Linked DNA regions of Mus musculus: region 1 is linked to region 2. A link is a contact called in public HiChIP or PLAC-seq data. All regions are on one chromosome and are shown on one strand. Each heading gives the region's core, a stretch centred on a gene start, on an enhancer-like site or on the middle of the called end of the contact. The rest is flanking DNA. Distances are from core to core; before and after follow the strand shown.

Evidence for each region. HiChIP or PLAC-seq counts read pairs in DNA pulled down with a chosen protein or histone mark.
Region 1: an H3K27ac HiChIP or PLAC-seq map of embryonic stem cells shows a contact between it and region 2, with 2.7 times the contacts expected there. The contact joins the enhancer-like site here to the promoter of Gal3st4 in region 2. A contact is called at or near these places in 11 of 39 promoter capture datasets (the 3T3-L1 cell line, 3T3-L1-derived adipocytes, the C10 cell line and 7 more), 5 of 484 Hi-C or Micro-C datasets (B cells, Kupffer cells, bone marrow-derived macrophages and 2 more), 9 of 115 datasets of contacts at active chromatin or transcription factors (bone marrow-derived macrophages, embryonic forebrain, embryonic stem cells and 2 more) and 1 of 9 other capture datasets (liver).

Annotation. Positions count from the first base shown.
Region 1 is chr5:138,460,019-138,466,923 of GRCm38.p6, forward strand. Zfp157 (zinc finger protein 157) reads left to right here. Exons shown (of 5, transcript NM_028130.3): 5 at 1-676. Among named protein-coding and RNA genes, the nearest start is that of Zfp157, 22 kb to the left of the region's middle. Within about 2 kb of position 3,568, at least 10 of the 459 cell types and tissues checked have an H3K27ac peak or open chromatin away from gene starts, as enhancers often do. A contact at or near this core is called in embryonic stem cells, where this site is marked.
Region 2 is chr5:138,267,019-138,274,307 of GRCm38.p6, forward strand. It overlaps Gal3st4 (galactose-3-O-sulfotransferase 4), which reads right to left and starts at 5,794. Exons shown (of 4, transcript NM_001347507.1): 1 at 5,714-5,794; 2 at 4,261-4,362; 3 at 3,750-4,053. The coding sequence starts at 5,721. Gpc2 (glypican 2 (cerebroglycan)) reads right to left here. Exons shown (of 10, transcript NM_172412.2): 10 at 6,642-7,289. It also overlaps a transcript of Stag3 not described here.

The DNA of each region.
Region 1 (6,905 bases), core at 2,318-4,817, 190 kb after region 2:
CATTCACTTATCTTACTCAGAGAACAAAAACCTTGATAGTTACTGATGTAACTAAAAGCTGAATCTTTAAACAAATATCCACCCTACTATATGTGGAGATATTCCTGTTTCAAGTTTTAAATGTCAACCAGGATGTTGGGAGAATGGCAGTGGATAGACTATAGTAGACTACAGTAAGACTATGTATGGCATACTCATTGAAGAAGTGATGGGAGGTGCTGAGTTAAGTAACATTAGAGGCTTGCAACTATGTCCTCCAAATATCAGACTGCACAAACTACTCCAGTTGCCAGATATGTTATTTACTAACGGTGTACAAGTTTGCAAGTCAAGGTCCTCTTGGAAAGGAATACATTATAGATAAGTGGGACTAATTCCTACAATCTCAATGAGCAATTTGTAAATAAAATGAAAATACTCTAGCAAACGCTGTGCCAGTGTATAACTGGGATCATCAATGTGAACCTATCCCTCTTCCACACTTTAATCACTTTGTGAATGTATTTCCCTGCACTCGCTTTGAACCAATACTGATATGTTCTCTTGGGTTATAATCATGCACATGAATACTTATTTCTGTATTGTATTGTTAGTAGGAGAATATCAAATATATTTACCAGCTAATTTTACTCAATGAATAATAATTTATCATTAAATTTTTATTAATGAGTACTTATTCTAACTCTTCACAGTTTGGGCTTTTAAAGATTTTTTTCAAGTTAAAATATATTCTTTTCCTCCTTCCCTTTCCTACATTCAACCTTCCCCAAGTACTCCTTGCTCTCAAATTCATGCTCTCTTCAATTTTTATTACAGATGTGTGTAAATATATATAATATACATATATGTATTCCTAAATATAAATACAGTCTCTTAAATCTGCATAATGTTACTTGTATGTGCGTGCTGTTAGGGTATTGGCTAACCAATTGGTTGAAATGTTGGGAAGATTATTTCTCCTGTTCTCAGCATTCCTTAGTTATCTGCAGACCTCTGTCTAGAGTTGGCACCTTGTGCGATTACTGCCTGCCCTCTGTTAGTATATCTGTTGATGCGATCCTTTAACGAGAGATTTTAAAAATTGTATGTGTATGAATGTGCTGCTTCCACTTAAGTTAATACACTGTGTGCATACTTGCTACCCTACCTGCAGATTCCAGAAGATGATGTTGGATCCCGTGAATTGAGAGTTAGATGGTTGTGGGTAATATGAGTGCTGAGAACTGAGCCTAGGTCTTCTGCAGAAGCACCAAGTACTCTTGACTACTGAGCCATCTCTGCAGCCCATGCCGCTAGTGTTTTAATTTACATCTCCATTGATTTCTCTAATCTCTAAACATATTGAGGATAGTTTATGATATTAAACACTTATGTATGTTCTATACAATGTGACCTGTGGCCATTCAAGTCTTTTGTCTTTGTTTGTTTGTTTGTTTTGTTCTGGGATGTCTAGTGTCTAGTTTTTCCTTTTATTTTCAGAGTATTTGAAGTTGACCCAAGTTTTAATCCTATCAATCAGGAGGTAGAGGCAGATGGATCTCTGTGAGTTCATGTTCGGCCTGGTCTACCTAGTGAGTTTCTAAACAGCCAAGGCTATGTAGAGAATAAAATGAAAGTAGTTGATCTATGTGACGTGGTGAAGTTTCTCCTAGTGTGTTTTTTCTTCCTACCCTTAAACTATATAGTCTGATGTATGGTCTTTTTAAAAAAGTCATTGCATTATAAATACTTTAAAATCATGGCTTTAAGCAAATTTGAAAGGAAATAATAAACAGATTGTATATTTCCCATCCACTTGGTGACTTAGAGCCATTCCTTTATCAAGTTATTTTTTTAAGTTTTAGTGCTGATCTAGTGTGATGTGAATAACATTCTTTTTTTTTTCCATTTTTTTTATTAGGTATTTAGCTCATTTACATTTCCAATGCTATACCAAAAGTCCCCCATACCCACCCACCTCCACTCCCCTACCCACCCACTCCCCCTTTTTGGCCCTGGTGTTCCCCTGTACTGGGGCATATAAAGTTTGCAAGTCCAATGGGCCTCTCTTTCCAGTGATGGCCGACTAGGCCATCTTTTGATACATATGCAGCTAGAGTCAAGAGCTCCGGGGTACTGGTTAGTTCATAATGTTGTTCCACCTATAGGGTTGCAGATCCCTTTAGCTCCTTGGCTACTTTATCTAGCTCCTCCATTGGGAGCCCTGTGATCCATCCATTAGCTGACTGTGAGCATCCACTTCTGTGTTTGCTAGGCCCCGGCATAGTCTCACAAGAGACAGCTACATCTGGGTCCTTTCAATAAAATCTTGCTAGTGTATGCAATGGTGTCAGCGTTTGGATGCTGATTATGGGGTGGATCCCTGGATATGGCAGTCTCTACATGGTCCATCCTTTCATCTCAGCTCCAAACTTTGTCTCTGTAACTCCTTCCATGGGCCCATGGAGTGAATAACATTCTTATATACTCGGAACAGTGGAAAGATCTGTCATCCAGAGGTGCTAGCCCCTTGTACAGCTGTGCACCTGAGTGACTAGTTCATCTGTCACTCAGCATTCAGTCTGTTGAGGACAGGGTTTGAGAAAGACTTGGTACACAGCCTTGGCCTTCCTGGAACTCACTGTGCAGAACAGGCTTCCCTTAGCCATGCTGGAATCTTCTGCCTCTCAAATGTTGGGATTGTATGCCTGTTCGATCATACCCAACTGCATTCAGTATTAAAAATGTGATTGCTAGCAGAGTTCCAGATGCAACTATGAACATCTAGATGGTTCTACTACCCAGATGAACTGCAAATCAGAAACAGTACATGAAATAACTTGTTGATTACAGTTTTGTTCTCTTACAGGTTCTTGTGTCTGAAGCCTGTTTATATATGTGACAGTGTTGAGATGCCGAATTAAGTATGAGGTCTCTACTGCTCCTTCCCATCACAGAGATTTTATCACCCCCTCCTTCCTCCCTCCCTCTTTTCATCCTTGGCACTAGTTAGAGGACCACCACCAACAACAATTTAAGCTCGTAGACTCCAAATTTATTAACTATAGTTCTTATACATAATTACCAGTTAAAGTATTCCATTATTCTAAAAGAGTTTAATTCTAAAAGATGTATTTATGTTCTGTAAAAAAGCATTTGTTCTTGATTTTTATTAGTTTGCTCTTCCTTGAAAAAAAGAAATGACCTGTGACAAGAAAATGTAAAAAGAGCTTATTTTGCTTCCTGGTTTTCAGGAGTTATCAGTCTATCATGACAGGAAAAGTATTAATAGGATTAGCTAAGCCCCAGGTAGTGAGAGCTGAAGGTGTTCATTTCTCACATAGTAGAGGGCAGAGAAGCAGAGACTGGAGGCCAGATCCATTAATAGGTATAAACTTCAAAAGTCTGTGAGTAATGATAAACTGCCACAGGCTCAAACTCATCACTGGAAGTTGCTAAAGAGACAGGGGAAGCTAGCCTCTGCACTTCCCTACTGCTGTGCAGGGCTAGAAAGGTGAGCTCTCCTTCCCTTCTCCCTTCATAGATGCCCTGGCCTTTGGAGAGGGTAAACAAAGAGTGCCCAGCCTTGTGCCAGAATATTGTAATTCCCCTTTTCACCTTTGCAGATCTCTGGAATCTGCAATCCGGAGAGTCTAGTGCCAGCCAATAAATTGTGAGTGTCAGTGTTCTTGTACTGTTTGCATTTGTTCTGTTAGTTCTGTTGGAACAGCCTCGAGGCGTCAGTATACTCCGCAGAAGGGTGACTAGAGCGGACTTGCTAGAAGGTCACTGCGGAGATGTCCCTGATCCTGCAAGCTTGACAGTTACCTTCATAGGGAGGAATCTGTGTTCGAGGAAGGGTCTCAGCACAATCTACTTTCTTACTCACCTCACTTCCACTTTCCAAGGCGAGAGTCTGAGTCCTAGTGCTTGGAGTGGCAAGCCGGCTATTTCGTGCCTGTGGGTCTGTCTGTGGTACTTCGTGCAGTGTTTGGTTTCGTGTTGTACTGGACTCTGATGGATGATATGGGACAGGCTGACTCCTCCCCCTTCAACATTGTTTTAGCTCACTTTAAGGAAGTGAGAACTAGAGCTCACAATCTCCATAGATGTGAACAAGAAATGTACAGTCAGGTGACCACCAGAAGGGACCTTTCACCTCCCCACGGTATTAGCAAAAGGCGCAGGGACATCTGGATCAAGTCCCCTATATAGTGGTTTGGAAGGACTTGGTTTCTAATCCACCACCATGCGTTAAACCCTTCCTCTTCCCTCTAACTAATGCTTCTACACCACTAGGAACAGTGTCGGCCCTGGTGACAGAAGAACAGATGTGGGAAGTTCCTAAGTCTCTTGCATCTCTTTGCCCCATTTTACAGGAGAGTATGCCAGAGGAAGTTCTATCCTACCGCCTACCACCCAAACCCCAGCAGCACCAGCATTCCCACTGGGACCAGCTGTGCCAGCACCTCTACAAGCCCAACCCCAGCTGTGCCAGAGTCCCCCCTGGCTGCGCCAGCTTTAGCCCCACCCATGCTTTCCAAGGAGGAAGTACCACAACTTCAGGAATGAAGGGGGTGGGGCTGGCACAGGGGCCTCAAAGCTGGCACATGGCCCCTCCCGAGGCTATAGAGCCAGAGGCAGATTCCGTTGTCTTACCCCTAAGGGTGACAAGACTACCAACAGGGAAATCAACCCCACTATTATTGGTCCTTCACTACTGCTGATCTTTTCAATTAAATAAGAGAGAATGCTAGATTCTCTGACAACCCTGGAGAGCTCCTTGCGCTCTCTCTCTCTCTCTCTCTCTCTCTCTCTCTCTCTCTCTCTCTCTCTCTCTCTCTCTCTCTCCATATATATAAAATGTATATATATATTGGAGTGGCGAGCCGGCTATTTCGTGCCTGTGGGTCTGTCTGTGGTACTTCTTGTAGTGTTTGGTTTCGTGTTGTACTGGACTTTGATGTATATATATATATACATTTTAATGGTAAGATTTATGAGCCTTATTTTAATTAAAATAATATAATGTCCAATCTTATTTTTCCTCTATTCAATCCATCCTATGCTTCCCCTTGCTCTTTCTTCAAATTATGGCCTTATATACTGTGTTATACACACATATACACAAATGCCTAAATATATAAATACAACTTGCTCAATTCATTTAATTATATAAGTGTGTGTGTGTGTGTGTGTGTGTGTGTGTGTGTGTGTGTGTGTGTGTGTGTGTTTTAAGGCTGTTGCACTGCTTGGTACTGGATAATCAATTAGATGGTTCATCCCTGGGGAAGACCAATTCTCTCACTTCCATTATTTATTGGTTTCCTATAGTTCTATATCAAAGCATGGGGTCCTGTGAGGTTCCATTTCAATGTATCAGCTCCAGTGGTGTTGTCATTCTTTGGGTCTAGTTAGGCAGCTGTGTTACTGAAGTAGGATGGGTGATGCTTCCCTGCGATTTCTTTCTTTTTTATCATATTCTTTAAAATTTATAAAATATTGTAACAATAAAAATGAGTATTATAAAAGTTGTTTGATATAAAACAACAATCAGTCGAACAGTATTATGTAGATGTTTCTCTACAGCAATACTGAAAATACCTATGTTTTTCTTAATATAAATTTAAAATAACTCCAAATATATTAATTGTATATTTTAAAATAATATATCACTATTAGTTTTTTTTAAAATGAACATAAATAGATAAAGTCTGTTTGTTTGTTTGTTTTGTTTTTAATAGGGCTTAAAATCTTGGCTCTTACTGTGGTACAAACATAAAATAAGAACAGTTTTTAGACATTGGAGGTCATTTTAATAGGGCTGTACTTGACTATCCCTCACATTAACAAAGGATTTTACCTCCATAGTAGATAAGCTAAGAGTTGACGGTTCTACTGCACCAAGGAATGAATTGTAGGCACGATTTTTGGATACAGATTTCCTGCTACTGTCAAAGTTAATTGACTTGAGTGATTGTCGTCATTCTCAGCCCACAGGGAACAGGTTATATTCATTTAAGAAATGGTGTGTGTATTAAGATGGTCTATCCATGAAGTCATTTATCAACTGTTTCAATGAACAATGGTCCTGCTTGGAGGGTGGCACAGAAGTTAGGTGAATATAAGATTCTGGTTCATTGGCTGTGATGATTTTGAAAAGCATTCATTTCAGAATAAGAGTAACTTATAAAGTCCTCTTCTTCAAAATTGATACAATAATTATAAATATCAAACAAGCCTTTAGTTTTACTTTTTGCTGTTCTCTTACAGGTCACCTCCCAGATTAATTGTCTACATTTCTTTTGGCTACATAAATAATTTTGAAATATGTAAGCTGTTCTGAAAACCATAGTATAGTGTAAAACATCAAATAAACAATCCTACTAATAGAGAGGCTGAGATAGGAGAAGCATGATTTCAAGACCATTATGTGGCACACAGCAAGACCCTGTCATGTATCAACAGGCAGAAAGTGTATATGGGTTGTACAATATTGGACCTATTTCTCCCATTACCAGATTAGAGAGAGACCATGGGATGACAGCTGACAAATTTCAATTCCTCATATTTTTGAATTCCAATTGATTAGGATATGTTGGTAATATTAATTTTCATATTAAGAGATATTAAGGAAAAGTGATTGTTACTTCCTGTTAATTTTCTTGTTAGAGGTAGAATTGTTTGTGTGGGTTTGTTGAAAGATTACTTTTTTGCTTCTCCTAGGGTGTAGTTCCACTTCTTGTGTTGGTGTTTTCCATCTGTTATCCTTTCTAGGGCTAGATTTGTGGAAAGATTTTGTGTAAATTTGGTTTTCTCATGGAATATCTTGTTTTCTCCATCTATGGTGATTGAGAGTTTTGCCGGGTATAGTAGCCTGGGCTGGTATTTGTGTTCTCTTGGGGTCTGTATGACATCTGCCCAAG
Region 2 (7,289 bases), core at 4,544-7,043:
AGAGAGCCCCAGGGACTCTCCTGTCTCTGTCTCCTTAGTGCTGGGAACACAAGAGCCTGCTACCATGCCCAGCTTTTTTACATGGCTTTTGGGGATAAAATTCAGGTCCTGATGCTTGCATGGGAAGCCTTTTACTCATCTCCCCAGCCTTGCCTCCTTTTGACATGGGGTCACACTTATGTAGTACACCGTGACCTTGAACTCTTGCCTCAGCCACCTGAACATTGCAATTACAGACAGGCAACAACATGGCTAGCACAGAAACTTGTTAAATGCCTTTTCTGGGACACTCTTGGTCACAGCTTCAAGACAGCAGCTGGCCTTGAGGCTCCTCAGGATGGAAGGAGGGAGACACCAGTGGCAACAGCTGTGCTCTCAGGCCAGTCCAAGGTGGCTGCAGCGCATGGCACTTGTGGAACTCCAGAGGAACTTGGGGAACAAAAGACACTCCTAAAGTAGGGCATTGAGGAAGGGTGCTGAAAAACCGGTAAGACTGAAGTCTGGGGTGTATGTTTTATTTCTCAAAAGGTACCTTGACAATCAGGCCAGGTTGGGCTGCAACATGGCCGTTGCAGACTGATTGACATGATATATTAAGAAGCCTTCTGCTCTGATCATGACTTTTATCATGGGACCTAACATTGCTCTAGCACGGTGTTCTTTGGTAATAAGCCTGTCCTTAAGGAAGTTTTAAGAATTACCATCCTAGGGTGGACCGATGGCTCAGTCGTTAAGACATTTTATACCGCACTTATGAGAACTGGTATTCAGATCCCAGCACCCATGTAATGAGCCAGGTATCTCTGCAAATGCCTGTAAGCCTGCCTTCAGTGGCAGCAGAGACAGCCTGAGAACCTTGCCTCATGTTCAGGGAGGGGCCCTGCCTCAAAGAAATAGGCAGAGAATGATAGGGAGAGCCCTGCCATATTCTCCAAGCTTTCTCTCAGGTGGGCAGGCGTCTGCATGGGACACACACACACACACACTAAATCTTGAGATGAAGAAAACAAATTTTGGATCAATCTCCAAAATGCTAATAGGAACCTATTTAGGATTTAAGGGGTTATGTGCATCTGGAAACTATATGAAGAGATGACATTTCATAGAGAGATGATTTAAGAGTGGGGATTTACAACAGAACAGACTGAAAATTACTGAGAAAAAAAATTTTTTAAAGGAGCTATGATTGACTGGAGCGATGGCTCAGTGGCTAAGGAGCTGTGCAAGCGTGAGGGCCTGAGTTTGGATCCCCATGACGCACTGAATAGGGTTGGATGGAGCATTGACTCTTTAATCACCCGTGGCGAGATGGGAGGTGGAGACTCTTGAGTCCCCAGAAGCTCACAGACCAGCTAGCCTGGAGTACACGGCCACCAACTGCAAAAAATGACCCCGTCTCAAATGAGGTGGAAGGAAGGTGAAAACCCACAGCAAGGTTGTCCTTGGACCTCTATCACGTACCACGGTACACACATGCCTGTATCCCAGGAAGGCACACAAACGGCCTACACATGGAAGATTTGTTTTTAGGTACCTTTCCTTCAACTGAATGCTTTTTTTTTTTTTTTTTTTTTTTTTTCCTTTTAAGTAGAAGTTAACTGTCTCTGGCATCCAAAATAACTTCCCAGTTCTACCATGTGTTACTTGCATGACTTTGGCGTTTCACTGATGCTATTAGAGCCTTCCTTTCTTATAGTGTAAGTCTGGATCAGTTTCTCTGGAAGAATGTAGAAGTGCCTGGAACATCGTAGGTAGTAGTCAGTGGTGATGACAAGCAGTTCATCTCAGCTGTTAGAGGAACTTAGTTCAGTGATCCTTGTCATCATCCCAAACTTGACAGTTGTCCCTTGGCATTGCAACAGTGGCCTCTTGCTGCCCCTAACATCCTCACAGTCCTCAGCTGTCTCCTGCTCTGACTTCAGCAAGGGTGTGCTGGGTATGGTGGCTCACACCTGTAATCCTGAGGAAAGAGGATAGCTGAGCGTTTAAGGAAGGCCCAGGGTACATAGCAAGAGCCTATTTCAAAATAAAGTGTTTTGGCAGTTGGCTATTCTTTTCATTGCAATTCTCTCCTGATACACACGTATATACTTTGTGATGGTTTGCTTTCTCTAAGCATGCACAATCTGAGCTGGGGATATAGGCCAGAAGTGCTTGTGTAAAATGCGTGGGAGAGCCCTGGGCTCCATCCCCAGTACTTCACAAAAAGCAAAGCAAAGAAAACTCACCAAGAATGTCTGATGTTTGCCGGGCATTCTGGTTCATACCTATGGTTCTAGCACTCTGAGAGACTGATACAGAAGTATTGCTATAAGTTCTAGGACATTCTAAGCTCATAATGGCAACTTTCTCAAAAAACAAAACAAAACAACAAAAAAAAGGTTTCCCCCTAAAGATTTTCCGAGCTGAAGAGAGTTAGCTCACTTTGTTGAGTGCTTAGCTAGCATGCACCAAGTGCTGGGTTCTGTCCCCTACACTGCATAAACTGATAATTATGGTGCATACCTGTACCCAGAACTCAGGAGACGAGGCAGGACTTCAAGATCATCCTCAGTTACCTAGTAGGTTTGAAGCTAGTCTGAGCTACATGAGCCACATACAGAAGGGGACACACACACACATGCACACACATGCACACACACATGCACACACACACATGCACACACACATGCACACACACACATGCACACACACATGCACACACACATGCACACACGCACACACACACGCACACGGAGGAGAAAGCTGCATGCATAGTAAGTCTTCACTTGTAACCCCCATCTGATAACTCCTTTGAGTTCCTTGCCCACCACAGCAATCTTTCTCTGTTCCTCTAAGTTCTCCTTACCCCTCATGATGCTAGGGTTATAGTGTGAGACGCCACACCCAGTGCTGGTGTGCTTAATTTTCTTTCAGACAAGCGTTTACTTGTTTAAGCTTGTGAGAGAATGTACTATCTCTCACATAAGAAAATTTTGTTGGGGGAAGTTCAGAGTTGGGGGGGTCTCTTTTTGTTGTTGTTTGTTTTTGAGAGAGAGGTCTGGCCATGCAGCTCAGCCTGGCCTTAAACTGTTTTGTTATTTTGAACTCGTGATCCTTCTGCCCTCCTGAGTCATGGGATTAAAAGTGTGTACCACCACACTTGGTTTATGTGGTGCTAAGAATTGAGCCCAGGGCTTTCTGCATGCTAGGCAAGAACTCTGTCAACTGTGCTACACCCCTAGTCTGACCTCCAGTTGCATCCTGTCTCAACTTCTCCAGTTGTGGAATTCTAAAAGTCCAACTATTCTTTATTTTGTTGAGAACTGAACACACACTGATGAGAAGTCTCAAACATGGTGCTTACACATAACTACAGCACTAGGAGAGATGGAGGCAGGGTCCTAGGGGCTCACTGGCCAGTCAGTCTAGCTGAATGAGCAAGTTCCAGGTTCAGTGAGAGACCCTGTCTCAAAAACTAAGATGTAGAGTGACTGAGAAACACATGTGGGATTGACCTCTGGCTTCCATAAGCACTTGTACCCTCCACACACAAATCCCAGTTAAGAGAAGACCCTGGCTCCCAACACCACACCTGCCCCAGAGAAAGGACATTTGTAGGAAGAGCAATAGGAGACCTCACCTTTATGCCCCAGGGTCCAACTTTTGAGTGAACCCCCAAACCATGGCATGGAACCCCTCTCTTCCAGATCTTGGCCACAGGCCTGAGGCATTCTCTTCCCTAGCCTGCCCTCGCTAGACCTCCTCACCTCTTTGAGGTTGAATCTCATGTGATGGCAGAGGATATGGAAAGGCTTCTGAGTATCCGCACTCTGGGGATGGTAGCCTTTGACCTTAGAAGCCTGGAAAAGCTTTGGGTAGCCAAACTGGTAGTGGGCAGGCAGGGCAAAACGTAGCCCCTGCTGGTCCCCATAGCGATGAAGGAGATTGAGCACAGAGCTGCTCCCAGATTTGTGTGTCTTCAAGAACACAAGTCGCTGTCGGGGTAGGCAAGACTTAACAGTTGATCCCAGTGAAGGGACCCAGGACTGTCGGAGCTGCAGTCCAGGTAGTCTGGAAAAAAAAGATAGGGAGGGAAATGTCCTGTCCCTTAGCATTGTGTGGAGCAGGTGGGTCCTTGTAATGAATAGACAGTAGGAACGCCCACCCCCACCCCTGAGGATTTACCCCCAAGAGTCACATTCCCAGGTAGGATCAAGGAAAAGTAGGTTGTGGGGGTGGGGTTTATAGTCAGAGAGGTAGGACAGGCTAGGGACTCACCTCCTCTGGAATGATCCCCCCAGGAACTGGAGGCCAAATCCAATGGTCATGAAGACTCCCAGAGCCACCCCCAGGCTCCGAGGCCTCCAGAGCCTCATGGTCCTGGCAGGAGACAGAGGGCCCATGTGTCACAAGGGAAGTGACATTAAATGGGGACAGAGCCAGGGCCAAGAGCCATGAGTGGCAGAGAGAGCTGGAGATGGCTGTACAGCCGTGGAAGGCACCTTTTGGAGATCAGGGGATCATTCCCCAGGCCTCCTTGCAGCCCTGGTTGAGTCTGCCCCCTGAGTTAGCAGAATTTTGCCTCTGTCAGCGTCTAGAAGGGAAATGAGGGGGAAGGAGAGGAGTCTAAGGAGCTTTTCTTCTTAGACCTGAGGCAGGGATGGGGAGTAGCCTGGTGTGTGTGTGTGTGTGTGTGTATACCTTCTTTATACTGGAACCTTGTAGATAACCTGGCATCTCTTCCTTTTGCTGCCAACCTTGTTTGTCCACTGCCACTTCCTGGCTCTTCAATTGTACTCACCCCCCTTTAAGCACTGGACATTTAACAGGGAAGGAGATAAAGCCAGGACCCAGATCTCAAATGAAACAGACAGTAAATGAGATTGAACCTGTTGGCTCATGATGATAACCTGGACTCACTGTCAAGCCTGGTCCTGGCTGCCTTCTGAGTCTCTCTGTCAATCACAAATAGGAATGAAGAGCCCCCCTTCTTCTGTAGCTAGTACAGGGAGAAACTTTAGGAAGGAATGGAGGACCAGATAGGAACAGGTTGGGTAACCCAGGAGGGACGGGGGCGGTGGACTTAGAGGAGTGCGTGGTGAGCCACTGTTCCTGCTGGCAAGGCTGCTACCTGCTCAGTACATGGAAGACCCTAAGGACTAAAAGGGGCTGATGGAGATGTGGGTCTACAGAGTCCCCATATACACCCCATCTCACTTCATAATCCTAGTTACCAGCACAGGCGGCAAGCAGAAAAGGAGGGGGGTTTTGATTAATTGATTCTTCTTTTCCGGCCTTAAGCTTCCTGATCAATTTGGAGTATAACTCCCTTTTTTCAGATCACACCCTATAATCAAAGATCAAGGTCCTCCCGACATTCTTAAACAGCCTCCTTTCCAGAACTAGCCAGGCTGACCCAAACGGAAAGAATCCAAGCTTGCTATCCAGAGGTCCGCCTCCTTCTGGCAGTATCCCTAGCTCCCTCCCTAACTCCCTCCCCGGAGCACAGCCCCTAGGATTCAGCCGAGAACTCACTCCTCTATCCGGGCTAAACTCGATATCCTACCATCCACCTCGAGCTCCTCATCCCAGCTCTCCCTCTGAAGTTTTGGTGAGTGCTGCATCTGTCTTCAGTCCTTTGTTAAGGGTCTTCTGTGAACCCCTCAAGTCTCCTTCCAGAAATTCAAAGGTCCCTCCACCGGTTCCAGCCTCAGCTTCTTTAGGCACTCACCAGGCCATAAGGAGAGCAGTCAGAAAAAACCAGGTCAGGCTCCCCAGCCACCGCCCGGCTCCTTGGATCAACTTGCCCCACAAACTTTTCTCAGCACCCAGACTCCTCCCCCTCTCCTCCCTTTGTCCCGCCGGTCCAAGCAGCCACTTGCTTGCTTGGGCATTGATCAGTCTCTCTGGGTCTCTTCCCCTCCCTGCCCCTTTACCAGTCCGCTGGGGAAAGATCGCCTAGACTGCCTTTGAAAGATGTCACTTCTACCCTCCTTTCAAGTAGGAATCAATTACATCTTTTTCTTTTGGCTTTCCACAAAACAAGAGATTTATTCAGGTGAAGAGACAGGGAGAGAGACAGAGAGGCTGCCAAGAAGAGCAGCTCTTGCCCTGAAGGCAGGAGCAGTGGTGTGTAATCTAAGGAGGCCTGGTGTTCTGCACATTTTACAGGGACTTCCTCATGTAATTTGTTTGATCTCCAAATTGTTTTTTAATATATTAAGATACTCAGACCTCAGGCTTGGGAAATACGGGGTTGTTCTTTAGAGCTGCTTGCTCCCAAGTGACAGACTCCAAGAGGCAAGAAGCAGGTAGAAATTGGGCCAGTTACAGATGCCCAGGGAAACATAGACTGGAGGAAAAGCACTTGTTGCACACGCGTGCGGACCCAAGTTCAGATCCCTTATAGCCATGTAAAGACACTGGGCTCGGTCACAAGCACATCTTCCCTGTGATTCCAGTGATATGGGAGGATAAAAGGATCACTGGAGCGTTCTGGCTGCCAGCCTAGCATCCGCTTTAGCCAGAATGCCAGTCTCTCCAGGGAATAAGGCAGAGAGATATAGCAAAACACGTCCTCCTCTGGTCTCTGGGAGTGTGTGCGGGCACGCAAACACACACACACACACACACATACACACACAGAGAGCCATACACGTGGTCCAATAAATTCTTTATTTACCAATAGACACTGATATGAACACTGAAATATGAAGTGGAAGTTTGTGATGGATGTGGATGGCAAAGGTCGCTAGATGGGTCCCTCCCCCCGCCCCATACTTAAGAAGCAGATGATTTTAAAAGAGGCAACAAAACTCAGGTTCTACCCTCCTTCCTGTTCTACTGTCAGCACCTAGCTTTATTAGTCCCTAACTCTCAATCCTCCTGCCTCAGCATCCCAAAGAATAATGGGTTTACAGGCAAGTGACATCACTCTCAGCTAGTTTATGTGTCCATTTTCAATACCAGGTACCCCCATGCCAATAGTACCATTCCTCCCCACTTTCAAGTTCCTTCAACCCCGTGTCCCACCCCCCACCCCATCAGTGAGCCCAAAGATTTAAAAGAGCTGAACCATCCTTCCTAAATAAATATCCCCAGTTCCCAAATGAAAAAATAAATATTATGAAACCCATCTACCTCCCACCCCATTAATTGGAAACTCCTGGATTTGGGGCCCCAGCCATTCACCCACAAAGTCCCTTTCTGCCCTCTCTGTAGCCCCCTTCCACTCCTCCTCATGCCTGGCTGAGGGAGGTGGAAGAAAAAGAGCCACTAAGCCTTTTGATGCTAGGGCGCCCCTCCCT